Regions from separate parts of the Mus musculus genome. Here region 2 is linked to region 1. Evidence: chromatin contacts called from public promoter capture Hi-C data. All regions are on one chromosome and are shown on one strand. The core of a region is the stretch at or near the end of the contact, and the rest is flanking DNA. Distances in the headings are between cores, read along the strand shown. Region 1 holds the start of Zfp60 (zinc finger protein 60). Region 2 holds the start of Spint2 (serine protease inhibitor, Kunitz type 2).

Region 1 (4,816 bases), core at 1,448-3,947:
AGCTACAGTGTCCTTAGATATAATAATAAATCTTGAAAAAGAAAAGAAAGGTGATTAGGAATGTGGGAGAAGTGGACCTGTTTATAAATTGTTCTTTGGAGCAAATCCCATCTCTGTTGTCGGGAAAGCAGTAGTTCAGTTTACAGGAATCGGGAGCAGCCACTCAGCAGCTCCATCCACTCACAAACACTCCACGAATACACCAGCAGTCCAGCTCAGCAGCGTTGGCATAGCAAACATGAATCAGCAGAAACAGCCAGGTCTGCAATGCATTGTTGGTCTTTAGTCTTGGCTGATCGTCGTTTCTTTGAGTCACTAGGAGCAGCCAGGATCAACAGGGGTGCCAGGAGAAGGTCTGTGTTGTGCCTCTCTCAAAGAATTGAAGATCAGTCAAGACTAGAGACCAACAATGCATTGCAGAGCTAGCTGGGCAAGACCCTGTCACTGTCTGTTGGGTCCAAACATCTCCAAACATCATGCGTCCTCCACGGGTCTTGCCTCACACCCATGTTCCTTAGCACATGAGTCTGTTTTAGCAAAACTCGAAGTGAGTCTGTATCAGCTGACATCACTCTGCTAATTGGCCTGAGTCCTTGGAAGTGGCAAGAAGCTGCCAGAACACCACCAGGAGTCTTGGTGCGTATCTCTCTATGGAGTAATGACAGATGGAGCTTAGCTATGCAGTGTAAGGTGAGACAATACATGCGTGTTGCTAGGGAAGAATCCTTCATCACATGTCCTTTCGGGTGCTTGCTTTAGCAAAAACTCCTTTCACCTGTATCTGCTTCAGAAAAACACTCCTTCATGTGTTTGCCCCAGCCAATCACCATCCTACACAACTGATTTTTCAAAGAAACCATAAGTTTCCACTTATTAGTCCCAGAACATTCTGCAGGCAGGACAAACTGTAGGTCTTTTGGTTTGCCACACAAACCATTATGAACCAATGTGGTCTACAAAGTGAGTTCCTGGATGGCCAGAGCTGTTACACAGAGAAACTGTCTTGAAAACAAAACAAAACAAAACAAAACAAACTGAACTTCATTTGATGAATTGCTACTTTGTCATCAATGGCAATGTTCTTTGTCCCCCAATCTGCCTCAACTTTAAAATCAATCTAATTCTTCTTTTGACTATTGTGAGGATGGTCACTTTGTTTTGTTTGTCTTTTGTTACAAGGTTTCTTCGTGTAGAGACTGCTGGTTCTGTAGACCAGGCTGGCCTTGAACTCTTAGAAATCTGGTATTAAAGGCATGTGCCACCACTGCCCGCCTGAGGATGGTCACTTTTAATCAGCTAGAGTATTTATCAACGTATTTTCTGTAGTTAACATCTGGTTGAGACTGACTTATTTCAAATCTAATCTGTCTATACTGTAGGCGTTTAGATCATTTACAAAGCGTCTAATATGTTTAGTGGTCCTAATAGGATTATCATTAACCTTGACACTAGTTTTCTCTCATGTTCTGGAAAAATATGTGTAAATATAAATAATAAATAAATGTGGTTTTGAAAGCTCATGTTGAAAGACTCCGAGAGGAGCCCCTTGCTCAGGCCTCAGGACAATAGCGGACACCCAAGAACTCACAAGAGACCAAGCTTGATGCAAACCACATGAGGCTTTATTCGGGGAAAGCCAGAGCTCTGGGGACGACTCATATCCCACGCAGGGGTAGAGGAGTCGACCCCAAGGGGAAAGAGGTCCCAGTTTTTATAGGCCCTCAGGGGGGGAAGGAGAAGGGGGAAGTAGGGGATTTCCAGATCTAAACAATGTTTATTCTCAAGAAATGGGTATGGGAGGGGTCCAAGGGAAGAGTCTGGTGCAGGTGTAGGAACTCTAGATTGGCCGGGCTGTTGTTGCTGGGGAGATTTTCTGACTCTTTTTCAGCAACCAATATCACAAACACCTGGCAATGGGCTTCATCAGTGGGCACACACATGGGTTCAAGGAACGGTCAAAACATTGGCAGACACACGGGTTCAAGGAGTGGCCAGAGCATTGTGCACCTCTATTTTTCTAAATCAGTGAAGCTAGTTCTGCTAACAGTGACATCTATCTTGCCAATTTCAGGGCTTGTGTGACCTTTTACATTCTGTCAGGATCTTTCAATGTCATGTTACACTAAGTACGTTTTCCCTACATAAACAAGGCATACGTCGGTGGTTGTTTACATACGTCGGTGGTTGTTTAGATACTTCCACATGCTAGTCATTCACCTTTCAAAATGGGCGCAGTTCTGTTGATATTTATCCAACTAGTCCTCACTCACGTTTTCCTATCTAGATAACAGGGACACTGACTCTCTGAACATCTGGCTGTCTGAAATCGCTGATATAAACTACCACGTTTAAAACCAACCAATTCTTTAGTTCAGTGTCTTCCAATCTACCATAGTCCCTACTAGAGCACAGCAGGTGGAATCCCTCTTGGTGCAAAGTGTAACCACGCCAGTTATATCCGGATTTGATCACGCTTCCTATTCTGTCCGGGGGTGGGGTGGGGGGTCTGGGAGACAGAACACGACGTCTCCCACAAACCACTGGCATAGCTCTCAGATGGCCTGGCCTAAGTTGTGTGCAGTGATCTCTCTGAACTACAGACCGCTAGGCTTCATCGAGTTGAGCACTCGGCACTACATTTCCCAGGGGCTACCGCGGCGGAAGTAAAGCAACTTCCGGTGCCCTGGCGGCGCTATAGCGGACGGTCGGGTCTTTCTGGTCTGAGTAGGGAATTGCTTTGTGTCTTCGGTCTCTGCAGAGTAAGGCCGGGAGTCCGGGTGTGGGTGTGGACGGTGGGGTGGATGGATGTTGATGCGTGTGTGAGTGTTTAGGGACGGTGCTGTGTGTGCGCGCGCGCGTCTCTGCGTACGCACCTTGAGCTATTTGCATTATCACCGTGCTTGTCGCTTTCTCTCGCGGCCACCAGCAGAGGACCAAGCTTCACTGAGGAGAGGTGAGGGGCGGAGTCTGAAGGGAAGCTTTCCCTGTGGTTCAGATTGAGCTTTGTGACGAGCATTTGAGGCCGAAAGTGCCTCCGAGGGTGGCCTACTGGCCTTTTCTCAGAGCTCTAGCCGTGTGAGTGTCGAGGGAAGAGAGGGGAAATGCTCACTGGGGATGCTCTCAAATGTAATCTAGGCTTACTCAGATGTAATCTAGGCTTACTCAGGCTCCCTGCGCAGGCCATTATTCAAAAGGAGGGCTGGAGGAGCGTGAGATCGTTGTTGCTACCCACCGAAGGCTCAAGGGCGAGTTTGCGCTTTCTCTCTGTGCGAGAAATGAGGGTTTTATGTTTAGAATATGGAATTGTCAGTAAATGAAGAAGGAACGTGTAAATTGATACCGCCATCATTGTGTCCCTTACATTGTCCCTCCCCTTTCCAGTTAGTATTCACATTATCGTTTCAATGACCCTTGACATCTTCTGTCTACAATCACTCCCCCCACCTCACCGACCATGTTATAGATAGGAACCGACAGAGGTTAACAAAAGGGCTTTCAAACTCCGATGTGCTAAATCGATTTCTATTTGGATGGTGTCACACGTCAGATGGCCTTAGATCTTCTTACAGGTCTTCATTTCAAAGCAGCGGAAGAGTGGAGGTTTTTGTTTTCTAGTAGATTTTGAGATTGGGAAAGTGGTAGGCTCTCTCCCCCTCCCCTCCCCTCCCCTCCATCTGGGTTGGAGTCTTGGTTCTGTCCCCTCAGGCTCTCCAGGCCTGTCAGGAACCTTAGGATGCCTGTGGTGAAGCCTGTTAGTGCAGTGCCGCCATATCCTAAGGGCCTGGTGTGCTTTAGTTGTTGCTCTGTGAGGCCATCTTGGGTTCATTCCACTCAGTGTTCTGCAGGACAAGGGAGTGTGAGAAACAATGCGATTGCTGGTGGATGTTTAAGAAAGCCACTCAAACAGAAAAGCTAGGCTTTGTGGGGTACAACGAGGCAGAAAGAAGCAGGAAGGGCAATGTGAATTCTGTAGCAGCTTGATCCCCATAACACGTTTCAGGCCAGCTGGCCTACACAGTGAGAACCTATTTCAAAAACAAGGAAGGTGAATATACCATAGAGCAGAGTGTTTTTCCAAATGTTGCGACGAACTGTTTGTATTGTGTAAATCTGTACCGTATTTATGTCCTTTGGGATGACTTAATCTAACTCACATTTTTGGAGTGAGTACACTTAATGTCCACCCTCTCTGTCTTTTCAAAACCATCCATCGAAGTCCATGTTTCATGACACATCTCTGAGCTTCTGTCCGGTAGCTGGAATTCTGTAGCCCTTGATCATCATCCTCCCATCTCTCTCCCTTATGGATCTGCGTCTCCCACTCTTGACGCCTCCGCCACTCAAACCCCACCAACCAGCATCTTGCTGTTCCTAGGAGAAAACAGCTTCAGATTCTACATGACTGAGACCATGGGTATCTGTCATTGTTTAAAGATGAAGTATTTGTCTTCAAAGTTACGTATGTTGGGTTATGTGTCCATGACCACAGGTGCCCCCCCCCCCCGGAAACCAGAGCTATAGGCTTCCCTGCAGCTTGGGTTCCAGGCACTGTAGCTGTCAGGAGACTGAACTCTGTCCTCTGCAAAAGCCATAGCGGCTCTCAGCCCCTGAGCCATCCCCATCCCCCGTGCTTGCCTTCCTCTTTAGCGTATTGCATGTGTGCATCCATATTGTAGTAAATGATTCACTGTGCGTGAGCCCCATCCTCCATGTGCTTGGTCCATTCGTCTGCTGGTGAGGTCGCGTATCACTGCTATGGAAATGATGCTGGAAGAGCGGTGGGAGTGTAAATGTCTCTTGCAGATACTGATGTTAT
Region 2 (4,816 bases), core at 1,053-3,552, 1.6 Mb after region 1:
CTCTATCTAATTTTCTAAGTCTTTCCTTCCAGAACCTCAACTGTAACAATCTGCTGACCATACCTGCCACCTTCCCACTGCCCCTCAGCTACTGGTGAAGATAAGAATCTATGAGCGGCCTTTTATAATCACTCCTGTCCAAGTTCCTCCACTTCCTTTGGTAGCACTATACAGCTAGAATGTGCCAGAGACATGCCTTTGTTTGCTGAGAAAAACCAGACACCCATCCAACCCAAAAAAAAAAAAAAAAAACCCAAAACCTATCAAAACTGGTGCCTCTGACAAAGCTGTTGAAGCTTTCAAACAAAGAGCCCTTGATATAAGTGAGGGCAGCAGTTCACCAGCCTGAAGGCCGGCGTACTTCAAAAAGGTCGGTAAGTCTAGTCCGTTCAGAAGGACACGGCCTAGCCAATCACTTTGTGTGACCTTCCAAAGGCCTATGATGTCACCACCACATCAGGCCGGTTCTAGGCTCAGACAACGCAAGAGCTTAGAAAAGCCATATCCACAGCCACAGGCCAGGTAACTTATAGACACAAGGCAACCTGGAGTCTGGCTATACTACAATGGTCAACCTCTGCACTTCTGACTCTGGATCACCAGGGCTGAGCCTCTCCCACCGGCCTGTGGCATTCTCCATAACTCTTGTTGTTGCCCTAGTCTTAGACACAGGAATAGACCATTCCTCAGAAGCTACCACACTCCCTGCTTTCTCTTTCACCAAATAGGTTGCCCACTAAGGACTTGGGCCTCGTGGCTGTGTCCACTTCTCCCCTTCCTGACTTCTGTTCCAGCCTTGGGGTGGGGGTGGGGTCTTTTCCTTGATCACAATCAATTTTACTCTAGACCCTCACTACTCCCTCCCACTACCTGGGACACTGGTCCCAAGGTCTTAGTATGGCTGCCACCTACTCATTCAATTGTTAGGATAGGTGCCACCCTCCTTAGAGTACTTCCTGAGTTAAGTACCCTTCACCATCTTCTATCACTGTTCTTATCCCGCTGTCTTCTAGTCACCGCTAGTCATTTAATCTTTGGCGAGTACTCTGCACGTTAAGTGTTCGCTCCCACTGGAATCCAAGCTCTGCGAATTCAGGAACCTGTCTAGTCTTGAGTCAGCCACGACCACCATTCTTACAGACCCTCAGCGGGGACTCAATTAAGTTTGCTCAATCAATGAATTCTTTCAAAAGAGATCTTTTCAAAGCTGGCTAGTGGTTGTCTGAAGCAGTTAAAAGTTGTAACGACTCCTAAAGACGCAAACCCCAGCTGCTGGGTGCCAATACTACACTCGGAGAACAGACGTTCCTGCATTGGCAGGCACCTTGGCAAAGCTCCTCCCTTCTACCAACCGCTGCTTCTCTTCTTCCTCGGGAGATCATGGGGCTGTTGCCATATGTGATATCAACAGGTGTCCGAAGTGCGTTTTCCCTGTACCCAAAGCGGCCAACAGGTCTCCCGAACAAATTTCCACCTCTGAGGCTTGAATGCGCCCCCCACCCCCACCCCAAGTCCCCGTCCCCACCCCGGGCTTTCTTTGGCCAAGCAATTTCCGCTTCGTTGAGCTCCTCACCCACTTCCAGTGCCACGCCTTCCTGGGTCAATACACCTCATCTCCCTCCCTTCCTCCTTCCTTCTGGAAGGGACACTTTGCTAACCCTTACGCCCCCGCGCTCGCGAGGCTCCTACCCTTCCTAGCCCGCCACCTGCAGGTCTGGCTCCACCGCCCATCCTCCCCAACCCCAAGGAGCCTGCGATCACTCTGCGCACCGAGTACCCCCACTTTCGCTGCGGCCTCCTCTATCCCCTGCTCCCGGATCCCCCGCCTGGCCCTCACCGTGGACGTCTAGTTCTCGGCTGGCCACCTGGGCCCCGGAGAGGAGCAGCGAAGCTACCAAGGCGAGGAGCGCCCGGCCCCGCCGCAGCTCACAAAGCTGCGCCATGACCTGCTGCCAGCGCCGCGCGCCAGGCCTCGAGCCGCCGGCCGTTGGGGTGTGGGGGTGGGGTCTCGCGAGCAGGTGCGGGAAAGCCCACGGCCGCGCACGCGCACTGCAGGTCCGCGGGCTCAGGTGCGGCTTCGCCCCGGAGTAGGACTTCGAGGCGCCCGGGTCCCCGGAAGCCCTTTTTTCTGGCTTTTGGCGCGTGCGACGCCTTAGTTGCCTCCCAACACGGTCCCTGGACTCGCGCGGCAACACTCTGCGACTCTTCCCCAGACTGTGAAAGCCTCCACCCGTCCGAGGAGTACTACGGCGAATGGCGGACGCAGGGACACAAGAGAAGGTGGCACCCAGGCTGGGGGTGGGGCGCACCTGGCGGGGCGGGGCAGATGCGGCGCAAGCGCGGAGGGCCCCGCACCTGGCTCTGCGGCCTGCACCTGGCACCGCCCCCGGCTCCTGGGAGGAGGCGTGGTTGGCATTGACCCCGCCCCAGCCGGACCTTGCGGGAGGCGTGGGTCTGTTGGCCACGACGTCCTTGCGCCTTCGTGCTTGCGCTGTGACTATGGCGAGAGAAACTTTTCGGAAACCTGTGGCTGTCTGCCCGCTCTGCTTTAGCGTTCCTTTAGGTGTGAGAGATATATCCTGCCTAAATTCCTCGTTCTCTGTGCCATAAACAAATGTCCCGGATTGAGCAGTGGCCAGGCCAGCTTGGCCTGTGTGTCGTCAAACAGGATCAGCCCGTAGTAGTGATGCGGAAGCAGAGGGAAGAGTGATCAGGAATGTGATGGTGAAATCCTACAGTTGAGTGAGCAGGGGTTGGGACAGTGAAAATCAGGGCATGATCAGAGCCCAGTTTCCTATTCAGTGCGACTGCCAGTTAGGCAGGGCACTGTCTGGAAAGAGGTGACAAGTCCTTAAAACTGCAGGTTTCTCTGGACCCCGTACAGGAAGACAAATACAAATATATAGAGGTGTTAGGGTGACGATCAGAAGCTTGCAAAGGATGAACAGACCTGAAAGGGGGAGGGACACGGGGACTGGACTAGGTACAACACCCAAAGGAGACTTACAAACCACTACCACAGAACCAGGGTGGGCTTCTGGAAAGAAGCTCCATTTAAACTGGATGAATGGAGGAGGGCTGACAGAGGAAGTAGAAGGCCGTTAGCAGAAGAATTAATGATCTCGTTATCATTGAAAATACTGCTCTTGGGCTGGCAAAGTGGCTAAGTAAATACAACTGCCACCAAACCTGATGACCAGATTCGCACCTGCTCGCAAGGTCACCCCCCACCACCACCCCCCAACGGCTGGAGGCCTGGCGTGCCCGGGTGCTCCACGCCTTGTTAGCTTCGCTGCTTCTCTCCGGGGCCCAGGCGGCCAGGAGATTCCTGGTGCAAACACGGTGGAAGAAGAGAACTGGCTTCCTGAAGTTCTCTGACCTCCACACTGTAGCCATGGCACCTGCCAGACCACACGAACACAGACACACACACACAGACACACACACACACACAGACACACACACACACACACACACACACACAAATAAATGTGTTTAAGAAAAATAAAATAGGGCTGGAGAGATGGCTCAGCGGTTAAGAGCACTGACTGCTCTTCTGAAGGTCCTGAGTTCAAATCCCAGCAACCACATGGTGGCTCACAACCATCTATAATAAGATCTGTCACCCTCTTCTGGTGTCTAAAGACAACTACAGTATACTTCATACAATAATAAATAAATCAAAAAAAAAAAAAAAAAAAGGAACTGACTGCTCTTCCAGAGGTCCTGAGTTCAATTCCCAGCAACCACATGGTGGCTCACAACCATCCAAAACGAGTAGCCGTCTTCAGATACTCCAGAAGAGGGCGTCAGATCTCGTTATGGATGGTTGTGAGCCACCATGTGGTTGCTGGGAATTTAACCCAGGACCTCTGGAAGGGCAGTCGGGTGCTCTTACCCACTGAGCAATCTCACCAGCCCCAATAAATCTTTTTTTAAAAAAGAAAAGAAAAAGAAAATAACGTCCTTATTACGGTAAACAAAGTAGGCCTGGTTGCGCAAGCCTGTACTCCCAGCACTCTGGATGTGGAAACAGAACTGGGATAGCTCATAGCCAACCCCAGTAACAAGCACCAACCCCTACCCTGAAGAACAAAAAGCAAAAAGAAAACCACCAGGTGTGGGGTGTAATTCACTTGCTAGAGCACTCACCTAGCAGGCAGGAAGCCCTGAGTTTGATTCTCAGCATCACACAAACCAACCTTGGCATCACAAAGCCAACCTTCTTGGCAGATGCCTGTAATCCCAGCACTCAGGAGCTGAAAGCCAGAGGACCCAAAGCAAGAGTTCAAATTTATAGTCAGCATAGCAAACTCAGACCAGTCCGGGATTCATGAGACCCTGCTAAGCAACAGAAAAAAGACATTACAAAACAAAACAAACACTAAACCTAAACTCTGGAGGGTGGATTTGGGGCTGGAATGGAGTAAATCAAGAGTGTTGGAACTGGCCGTGGAGAAAGGGCCATGAGAAGCAAGCCTCGGTAACTGAAGGCTTAAGAGATGAGGAACAAAAACTGCATGAGGAGCAGTCGACAGGTCTCTCTCTCTCTTCAGATTATTTTATGTGTATGAGTGTTTTGCTTAAATGTCCATCTGACTACCACATATGTGTGTGCCTGGTGCCCACAGAGACCAGAAGAGGCAGTAAATTCCCTGTAACTAGAGTTGTAACTCCAGTTGTGAGCCACCGTGCAGATGCTAGGAACCAAACCCCAGTCCTCTGCAAGAGGTACTCCTTGTTTTGTGACTGGGTCTCTCAGTGTAACCCTGGCTCTCCTAGAACTCTATATGTAGATCAGGCTGTCCTCAGACTT

Evidence for each region. Promoter capture Hi-C pulls out the DNA fragments that hold promoters and counts their contacts.
Region 2: a promoter capture Hi-C map of liver shows a contact between it and region 1, with 2.2 times the contacts expected there. The contact joins the promoter of Spint2 here to the promoter of Zfp60 in region 1. A contact is called at or near these places in 2 of 39 promoter capture datasets (both in liver).

The regions. Positions count from the first base shown.
Region 1 is chr7:27,728,712-27,733,527 of GRCm38.p6, forward strand. It overlaps Zfp60 (zinc finger protein 60), which reads left to right and starts at 2,698. Exons shown (of 5, transcript NM_029531.2): 1 at 2,698-2,759.
Region 2 is chr7:29,279,675-29,284,490 of GRCm38.p6, forward strand. Spint2 (serine protease inhibitor, Kunitz type 2) reads right to left here and starts at 2,303. Exons shown (of 7, transcript NM_011464.2): 1 at 1,838-2,303. The coding sequence starts at 1,943. Gm45977 (a long non-coding RNA gene) reads right to left here. Exons shown (of 4, transcript XR_003946629.1): 4 at 4,046-4,344.